Linked DNA regions of Gossypium hirsutum: regions 1 and 3 are each linked to region 2. The links are chromatin contacts, called in public Hi-C maps. All regions are on one chromosome and are shown on one strand. The core of a region is the stretch at or near the end of the contact, and the rest is flanking DNA. Distances in the headings are between cores, read along the strand shown. Region 1 holds the start of LOC107920494 (UDP-glycosyltransferase 72E1). Region 2 holds the start of LOC107926612 (anthocyanidin 3-O-glucosyltransferase 5). Region 3 holds the start of LOC121211341 (pentatricopeptide repeat-containing protein At5g66631).

Region 1 (3,171 bases), core at 324-2,823, 250 kb before region 2:
TTAAAACATGATCAAGCCCCAGAAGCCTTTGTTTTCAGGTGCTGAATACAGATGTTTGCAACTTGGGACATGGAATTATAAGACGAACCACCTTTGGCCAATGCATTTTCCGCACTATCTTTTAGCTCCTTAATCCTTGATCGTATGTTTCGTCCTTGACGATCCACCAATATTTTTCTAACCACCAATCTTATCTCTTCTCTCCCCACCGCTGCATCTGATTCTACCGCCATCACTCGAATGCTTGCTCCAATGTCTTCCGTCAACATCGAAGCATTCATCTTCTGCTCAGCGTAAAGAGGCCATGCAATCATCGGCACCCCATTGACTATACTCTCCATGGTTGAATTCCACCCACAATGGGTTAAAAACCCACCAATCGACGGATGACTCAATACTTCGACTTGGGGTGCCCACATAGGGACTAGTAGCCCTCGATCTTGGGTCCTAACCAGAAACCCATCAGGCAAATAATTTAGGGTGGCATCAGATCCATTTCCCAAAGCGAGAAAGGTCCCTGCTGCGTCATTTTCAATAGGAGGACGAAGCACCCAAACAAACTTTTGTTGGCTAAGCTCCAGCCCCCAAGCTAGCTCTTTAACTTGTTGGGCAGATAAGGTTCCGCCGCTCCCAAACGACACGTAAATAACTGATTGTTTCGGTTGCTTATCGAGCCAAGCTATTATTTCGTTACCAAAAGCCGACTTTTCAATTGGTCTCACCAGTGGACCGATGGGGTAAATGGGTACCTTCTTTGTCTCTCTCAAGGCTTTAAGAGTTGTGGGTTCAAGTTCATCCCAAGTATTAACCAAAATGCCATCAGTCAAAGACATTTTATTGATTGCTTCAACATATCCTTGGTAAAATGGATCGTTGGCATCCATGAAAAAAACTTCGAGGTTATGCTCAAACTTAATGGGCTTGCAACCCGGAATGTGCAGTGGCTTACGGTTCTTAACATGCTCATCGATCTCTTTCCTATCAATCTCCAGAGTACACAACATAACTGCAAGAAACCATGCATTAGAAGCTATGAATACGAACTTTAACATATTATATTCATCCGCAATCTCCAAAGCATCAGTTCCGAACAAGTCCACAACTAGAGCTGTGGGGCGAAACTCCATCTTAGAGATTTCAGATCTGAGAAACGGCATAGACCGTAGCACCGTTGTCACTATTGTTGCTATAAACGAAACAGAGGGTCCACCTATGTCGGAAACGTCAATAAAAGGAAGTAAAACAATATCAAGGAGATCACCAGAGTCTGCTGGTGATTCAAGTAGATGGGTGTTTGCGAGTGAGGCATGGTCGGTTGCCACAACAAAGACAGTAACTTTGAAGCTTTGATGGGAAACAAGATGCTTGGCAAGCTCCAGCACTGGGATCAAGTGTCCCATTCCAGGGCTTGCAAGGAGAGCTATATGAGACATTGTGGTTTCCATGGAATGCTGGTCCGCAAACTAACTTTGATACTAACGGAAGAGAATCAGTTAAGATGGGGTAAGTTTAAGAGTGGCGGTGCACTGCATTCGTTGGTGTCTTATTTATAGATAGGAGGTCCAGTTCATTCGTCATAGGATATTATAGGATTTAGAGAGTGCACAAATGGGATCCAACCCGTTCAAACTCGATTTATAAAAAAATTGGAAAACTTCCGAATTTAATGTTATTTAAATCAACATGGCCGAAAATAAAAAAAGGATAAATTCTATAACTAATTATTTAATTTTTTATTTTAAACTTTAAAAATAAAAATTTTAATTTAAACATTCGTATTAAATAATTCCATCATTTTTATTAGTATCATGTTGTTTACTTTCAAGTCACATGGCATGTGGTATTTTTATTTGGTTTTGTTTTATTTCAAATTTTAATTTAAATTATTTTAAAATAAATGTTTGGCTTATTATATATTAATATCTATAATAAAAATAAATAAATGTTTGGTCCATTATGCATTAATATCTATGATCTATAACCTATATATAAGCGCTTTGGACCTTCCTACCTAGGCACGTGTTGCTCTTATCTTATTTTGAGAGAGAGACAGAGTAAATGTGGCAGAGTATGAATGTGCAAAGTCTTTTTTATAGATTATAACAATCATCAAATTTTAATAGGCCATTCATAGCCTAAACCCTTTATTTAGATTAAAATTATGTAACTTTTAAGAATAGTTAACTTTTAGTTTACATTAATTATAATATATATTTTTTGTTATATGGGTAAGTATTTTTTTTGTATTTTTAAATTACCATTCAAGTGAAATTAACAAAAGAATTTAATGGTGTTAACAATTAGACTTGAATTTTTAAATTCAAAAAGTAGAGGGACTAAATTCTTAAAAATAAAAGTATGAAGATTAAATTCTAAATACACGAAGAGTAAAGAGACTTGAAGTATATTTTAATCTTCAAATTTTAATCTATAATTTAGTTAAAAAAAATATGCGAAGCGTGATAAAAAATCATACTAATATATATGTTTACGGGCATGAGAGGGTGCAAGTCGAACTCAGGTCCCTCTTTTATTTGTAATGTTCTTCAAAAGTTTTTCCATAAAATATTATTTTTTCTTAATCAATGTAACTTCTATTTCATATAAAAACCTCTAAAGAAGTTATAAAGATAAGTCACAAACACCTCATTACTCAAAACATTAGTTAATTTAACAATTACAACAAAAAGAACACTATCCTAAAATGTCAACATGTTAAAAATCCTAGTCTAAACTATTTTTTTATCAACTTAAAAAATTATGCTCCTACTGAAATGAATCTGTAACACCCCTTACCCGGGACAAACTAGTACATCATGAGCAAAAGATGTTACAATTGGACACTAAAGCTAACTTAATTTGAGCATCAATTTCAAGACTTTACTTTAACATAAATTGACTCTTTGAAAGTTTTTCAAGTCATTTCTAGGCTTACTTTTTACAAACAAGGGTCATTCGGGGCTTAATCAGGACAAAATAAGGTAAACAATGTCAGTGATGGGCGACAAGATTACCTTCTGGCCTCACTTGCCTTGATATTCCCTTAGGGGCGTCACTTCTTAAATTTTTAGGTCTATTCAATTTAGTCCAATTTATTATCATTTAGTCATTTGTCAAAAGATTTTAGTTACCCATATCTCCATCAACCAACCTCTTTTGGGGGTTAACTAC
Region 2 (3,409 bases), core at 661-3,160:
ATCCAAAATTTATCATTTTATCAAAAAAAAAGACCCTAACATATTTGTAACTTCAATTTTAATTTTAGATACTGTATTAGTATTATCAGTAGAAGCTGAGATTTTAAAATTTTGAAGTTGGTACACATTATGATTTATGTTTGAATATATTTTTTATATTTAATTAAATTGTGTTTCGCTAAATCAGAAGTAGTACAAAGTGTGTTATTCTTCCAAAGCATATAAAAGTAGCACAAGTTTTCTTAAGAGACTCAGAATATAGTTTAATAGATAAAGCAAAGCTTAACGCATTAATTGAGCTAACGCTTTAAAAGAAGAACCATTGTGATTCCAAGCTTTTTCTCCACTCAATTTGAGTTGTTTGACTCTAGCTCTCATTGCATGCCCTTCTTCATCATCCATTAGCCTTTTCACCATCAACTTTATCTCCTCTCTTTCTACAATTTCCTTTGATGGCAATGTTTTGGATCGCACTGCTATTTTCAGCTCTTCTACCAACAAAGTAGCATTCATTCTCTGTTCTGCATATAGGGGCCAAGCTATCAAGGGTACTCCATGGGTGATACTTTCTAAGGTCGAATTCCACCCATAGTGCGACAAAAATCCCCCAACTGATTGATGCCTCAAAATTTCAACCTGTGGAGCCCAATCAGAGATTATCAGTCCCATATTGTTGCTCCAGCCCAAGAATCCTTCAGGCAAATAGCCTGCTAATCTTTCATCATTGCAGTCATTTCCAACGGTGAAAAATGACCCATGACAGGATTTTCCAACAACTGGTGTTCGGACCACCCAAATGAACCTTTGTTGGCTTAGCTCTAAACCCAAAGCCAGCTCTCTCATTTCCTCCTTTGTCAATATCCCCCCACTCCCAAATGATATGTACAAAACAGACTCACTCAGTTGCTTGTCTAGCCAATGAAACATTTCACTTTTGTTCGAGTCAATTGGTCTGTTTGGCGTTGTTACCATTGGCCCAACTGGATAGATTGGAGCCTTGCTGATACCACCCCAGAGCTTATCATCTCTCAAAGCTTCAAGCGTTGCTGGTTCCAGCTCCTCCCATGTGTTAAGCAAAATCCCATCTGCCATTGGGATCTTAATCCCCATATTTAAATATTCCAAGTATTGTTGATCAGATCGACATAACATTGGATCTACTACATCTTCAAGTTGAAGAGGCCTACATCCGGGGATAAACAAAGCATCCTTTTCATCAACGTACTCTCCCTTGACAACCTCATCGAGAACCGGAAGATATAAAGTCAAAGCAAGAAACCATGCATGCGAGGGGATGTAAACAAACTTGGGAATCTTAAATTGATCGGCGATGTCCATACTTTCATATCCGAATAAATCAACAATGAGAAGTGTTGGAGGGACACTCAAAGCAGAGACAGCAGATGAAAAAGCTGGTTTAATTTCACGCATAATAACAACTATTCGAGTAACCACCGCGGCATCAGCATGGACAAGGTGAGAAATATCGGGTGGTGGGAGAAGGATGATTCGACATAGGTTCAGGCTCATAAACGATTGGATTACCAGAGATTCTGCGGCTGATAGTGAAGGAACAACGAAGATGGTTACCTTGGAATTAGACAGAGTGGCTAGGCGCTTTGCAAGCTCCAGGACTGGAGTAAGGTGGCCTAAACCAGGGCTTGATAACAGTACTACGTGAGTCTCCAATTTACTTTCCATGTCTGAAACAAAAACAAGAGCCAGCATAGAAGAAAAGTCATGGTATTTTTATGTCAATAAATAGAGACTGATTTTAGTTTACAAGTGTTGGAGAATTCTTCTCTTTCAATTATCAAACAAATGTGGACTATTTTGGAGTGTTTATAAACTTGCTTTTCCAGCAACTGTGTTACACATTTTAAATTTCATGTAATGATATTCGTTTTCAAATTATCTATTCTTAAGCTCACATCTGTCCTTCTAGAGTAGTTCATTGCTATGAAAGGTTGATCCAAGTAAGAAGAGTCCAATTTTACACCACACAATTGATACCCTTTTCTAAGTATAACGATTGGCTCACAATCCATAATTTAATGTGTAGCTAACGGTTGCATATCAACAGAAATTTTGATCTCACTATTTTTCCTTTTTACTCGTTTAGGCTTGTTTTTTTTTTAATTATAGTTCTAAAATTTAAAAAGTTATAAAATAATTTTTTAGCTACTTGAAAATTTTTTATTTAAATCATTAAATTATTTGAATTTTTTTTATTTAATTCACCATGCTATTAATTATTTTTTTAAAAATTCAGTTAACGAGTTCCAAGCAACGATTCGATAACCGATACAGTGGATCAGCATCATCCACAAGTAGAAGAACATATCTTAGATCCAAGTTGATCTAATAATCAATGTCGGAGATCCAAGTTGATCCACATGGCAAACATAGATTAAATAAAAGATATTTAAATATATATATTAATAAAAAATATAATTTTTTTACATCAAGAATGAATATGAACATATGGTTGTTGAGATATTTTTAGTAAGTTCACATATATATTTCTATTTTTATAAAATATTAATTTTTAGGTTTTATTATTATAAATATATATAATATATATTTATAAAAATATAAAAGAATTACAATATTTTAGAAAACGTATAAAAATTTATAATATATAAATTAATAAAAAATCTAAAATCTATAAATTTATAAAAATATATAAACATATAAAAGAACTAAAAATTTCTAAATTTACAGAAATATATATATATATATAGATATATATAGATATAGATATATAAAAGAACTAAAAAGTATGTCTACATTAATTTTGAACAACCTTTTGTCAATGTTCACTCTTGATGTTAAAACTTTTTTATATTATATTAATTTATATATTTTAACTTTTTTTAAAAAAAATTATATATTTTTTAATTTCAAAATAATAATATCCTGATATTTTAGTTAAAAAGCATATAAACTTATTAACAAATATATCTAGAATGAATTTGGACAAATGTGCAATGATTTGATCTTCAGTGGTACAAGATAATGTAGTTTCGAAATCTCATTTTCGTAAACCGAGTCTGTAAATATAAAATAAGAATATTTAATTTTCATAAACCGAGTCTGTAAATATAAAATAAGAATATTTACAGAGTTATGGTGAGAAAATAATAGAGAATGGTCAAGTAATTTAGTCGATAAAATAGTTAATTAAGGTTCGGGGATTAAATTGTAAAAGTCCAATCGCTATAAAATTTTAATTAAGCAAAAGCTTGAGAACTTAAATAGCAATTATCCCAAGGACTAAAATAATAAATAAACCATTGTTTCTTATAGTTAGTGGATGATGATGACATTCTCCATTAAGTGAGATTAACTGTTAATTATGTTAGTTAAGCCATGAATTAAACTAGGCTAATTAATGGCTAATTAGGAT
Region 3 (3,439 bases), core at 744-3,243, 190 kb after region 2:
CAACTCTATGCAGGGGCAATAACACTGTTGGAATAAACACTATAAACTCTAGTGAGATCTTCAGAGCTAACTGTCCATACATGACCGCGCAATGCCAGTGGAAGGACTCCATCAGTCTCCTCATACCTCTCTTCTACAATAACAGCCTCTTTTCGCCTGCCTTCTTGCCAAAGACTCTTCACGAGCAAGTCTTTTGTGGCAGCATCAGGCATTAAATTTGAATTTCTCATGTCTACAAAAACTCTATATGCAAGTGCAGCTCTTTGACACTTGCAATAAGCTTGGATTAACAACTTAAACATATAGGCATCTGGTTCCATACCACTCTGTCTAATCATCGAAAAGAGCTGCTGAACAGTTTTGATATCCCCCTGTAGTGCAAAGTGATATATCAACCCAGAAAATGTCTGGATATCTGGGCAAATACCATTTAGAATCATCTCATCAAGTATATCCAGGGCATCTGTATTCCTACGACACTTTGTTAATGCCCTCAAGAGAGAAGAATATAAAAGCATTAGATTGAACCTTGATATGTGACCACAGAGAGTTCTATCATTGCGGAAGACCTTCAAGGCAGCATCAGCATTCTTTGAAATGCCATAGAATTCAACAAGCAACCTGATGGTGCTGAAAGGCAATATCATTTGCTCCCTCCTTACTTTATTTATAAGTTTATCTACTAATTCAACATTTCCATGGCGTGCCAGTAGAGTCATCATTCTTTGCACTGTGTAAATGTCATGACTGAATCCTGGCTGAGAAGCTACCCAACAGAAGAAATTCCAAGCTGTCTCAGGTGAAGTGAAATTCCTCAGAACTTTGCAAACCAACCTACTAGTCCACACAAATTTAGCATCTTCTAATATAGTTACCACTTCAGGACTCCATTGTTTTAAGGCATTTGCCAAAGCTTTTGGATCCAACCATGGTTTCAGTTTGACCGTATGAACATCAACTCCCTCATTTACATCATCGTCACCATCCTCATCCTCATCCTCGTCACTACTATCCTCACAAGAACCTACACTCTTGATCCTTCCATCAGGCAACATTTCTACAAGAAACTCATCCGTCTCACCAGCAAACCCTGCCTCCTTCATTCGTTCCAAATATATTCGCATTGCCCGTCCAGGAAGTTTCCCATCCTCCCTCATTTCTTTAAGCAAACTTTTCACCACATCAAACCGTTCTCCACCAACAAACCCTTCAACCAAAATCAGAAACTGTTTCAAAGTCCTCTTTATTCTCATTGAAGGCAACACAGTGAACACTTCCATAGCGGCATCCAACTTCCCTAACCTTACAAGATGCTCTATCAAAATCGTGTAAGTCCTGGAATTTGGAATCACTCCTTGATCAATCATACCTCGAAAAGCTTCCACGGCTTCAAAATTCATATCCTTTTTAGCATAAAGCCCCATGACAATGTTGTGAGCCTCTGTTGATAGGCGATTTTCCTCATTCCTATACTCTTCCCATGTTTCCAAAACTTTTTGAAGGTCCCCAGCAGTAGAATACCAAAACAAAAGGTTCATGAAACTGGCTTTAACATTGTTAAATTTTCTATCTTTAGCGTCACCGATCAGGGCCTTGAGTTCCACCTTTCGCTTGAACTTAGCAAGAACAGTAGCAAAAGCAAAAATAGTATTCTGTGAATGCGCAAAGTTTGGAACTTGCTTAAGGTTTTCAAAGAAAGAAATGGCAGAGTCCGCTGAAGGAGCAGAACGAAAAGCGTTAGCAACAACGAAGGAGTCAAGGAGTCGAGTTTGGAGAAGAGGGTTGAGTGAGTTAGGAGAGTTGGAACGGAGAGCGAGTCGGATTGAGTCAATGAGCTTGGCTCGGTGAAGGTAATGAGTAAGTTTGTTGGGGAATGGGTCGCGTGCAAAGGAGCGAACTTGTTGGTTTAGGAGGCTAAACAGGTTTTTAGAAGGCGAGAATCGTTCAAAAATCATTGCAATTTTATCAAAATGGAAAGACTGGGAAATAATCATCAAGCTAGCTTTGGGTCATGGTTTTTTGCGATGACAAAAACACGAACAGTTGGTCTGCATGCGAGATCTTTGACAAATCATGTCTTCAACGGCTGGATCGCGCCCTTTGAATTATTACGGGTCTAACTCTGAGGTCGCATCTGCCATTTGCCATGGCTTGTGATAAGGGTTAAAAGGTCGAAACTTGGGAATTCTGACCCAAATTTGAAATCACAACCAAATTAAATTAACAATTCAACATATATAACAGACTTTATAAAATTATCAAAATATGCCGATTTTTAGACACTTCTAGTTGGAAGTGTTTTTAGGTGAAATGTAGAAAAACGTTTCCAGCTAAAATCGCTTTCTGCCATGTTACTAGTAAAATGCTTCCAGCCGAAAGCGTTTATAAAAAATGCTTCTAGTTAGACGCATTTTTCACCCAATGACTAATTTTAAAGGAGCGGACGAACTCAGTTGGGGGTCCGCCGTGTTTGTGATATTGTACCGAGATATGTGTCGGGTGAAACAATCACGAAAAATCAAAATTGGTAGTTACATTTTACTATTGCAATCATGAGCGTGGTACTGATTTCCATTTTTGTGTCCTCGAGTGAACTACCCGTATACATTCCCACTCATAACAATGTAAAATTCATTAGATATTACCAAAATAAAATTGAATAAAATTAAAATTAAAATTATTGTGCTAACAAGTTTTTTAAATAGATGGAACCGTTGGCTAAGTCCATAGGATTACCTACTAAGCTTCAAGATATACGGCTTCTATTAGACCAACGACCAGAAGATGAGGTATCTATTTATTTAAATTCGAACTATATAATATTAACGTAGTGGATTTTGTATTTAGTAGTATATATATAACTAATGTTTTTTTATCCATTGGTAGTGTACACTACCGTCGAGATGCACAAGACCAATAAAGCATTGCGGTAGTTCGGATTCCGGCAGTTGATTCACGTGGCTCCTCAAGACCTTGATTATTTGCATCCTATCAACTTGCGGCGGTCAGATGAGAATTGGTCGGTATTTCACTCCTAACATATCAACATGTGAAATAATCGGTATGATTTCTTACCTACTAGTGAACCTATTGTCGCTCCGGAGTTAGCATGTGATCCAAAGTACATGTAACACCCTAAACCCGGCCTAGACGTCTAGACCAAATTTGGAGAGTTACATCATCAATACTAAAAATACCACAATTATAACGCAGTCAAAATAAGTCATTCATCACATAATATCCATCACAACAATTAACTAAGCATAAAATCTTCACAAATACCATAACATCATAAAATACTAAAATTCCTAGTAGTAATACTTAAAAGAAAAATAAAAGCTTGACCGAGCTCTCGCAGCGCCGACCCGTTCAAGTCTGTGAACCACCTACAATTCAATTAGAAAATAATGAGTTGTGAACTCAGTACATAAAAGAGGTT

The links. A called contact is a pair of places that touch in the nucleus more often than the background predicts.
Region 1: a Hi-C map of leaf shows a contact between it and region 2, with 2.1 times the contacts expected there. The contact joins the promoter of LOC107920494 here to the promoter of LOC107926612 in region 2. A contact is called at or near these places in 3 of 34 Hi-C or Micro-C datasets (callus and leaf).
Region 3: a contact with region 2 is called in a Hi-C map of leaf, with 1.8 times the contacts expected there. The contact joins the promoter of LOC121211341 here to the promoter of LOC107926612 in region 2. A contact is called at or near these places in 2 of 34 Hi-C or Micro-C datasets (callus and leaf).

Annotation. Positions count from the first base shown.
Region 1 is chrA12:16,164,951-16,168,121 of Gossypium_hirsutum_v2.1, forward strand. LOC107920494 (UDP-glycosyltransferase 72E1) reads right to left here and starts at 1,574. Exons shown (of 1, transcript XM_016850236.2): 1 at 1-1,574. The coding sequence starts at 1,445. The coding sequence ends at 12.
Region 2 is chrA12:16,409,937-16,413,345 of Gossypium_hirsutum_v2.1, forward strand. LOC107926612 (anthocyanidin 3-O-glucosyltransferase 5) reads right to left here and starts at 1,911. Exons shown (of 1, transcript XM_016857508.2): 1 at 191-1,911. The coding sequence starts at 1,728. The coding sequence ends at 283.
Region 3 is chrA12:16,603,440-16,606,878 of Gossypium_hirsutum_v2.1, forward strand. LOC121211341 (pentatricopeptide repeat-containing protein At5g66631) reads right to left here and starts at 1,994. Exons shown (of 3, transcript XM_041084055.1): 1 at 1-1,994. The coding sequence starts at 1,994. The coding sequence ends at 6.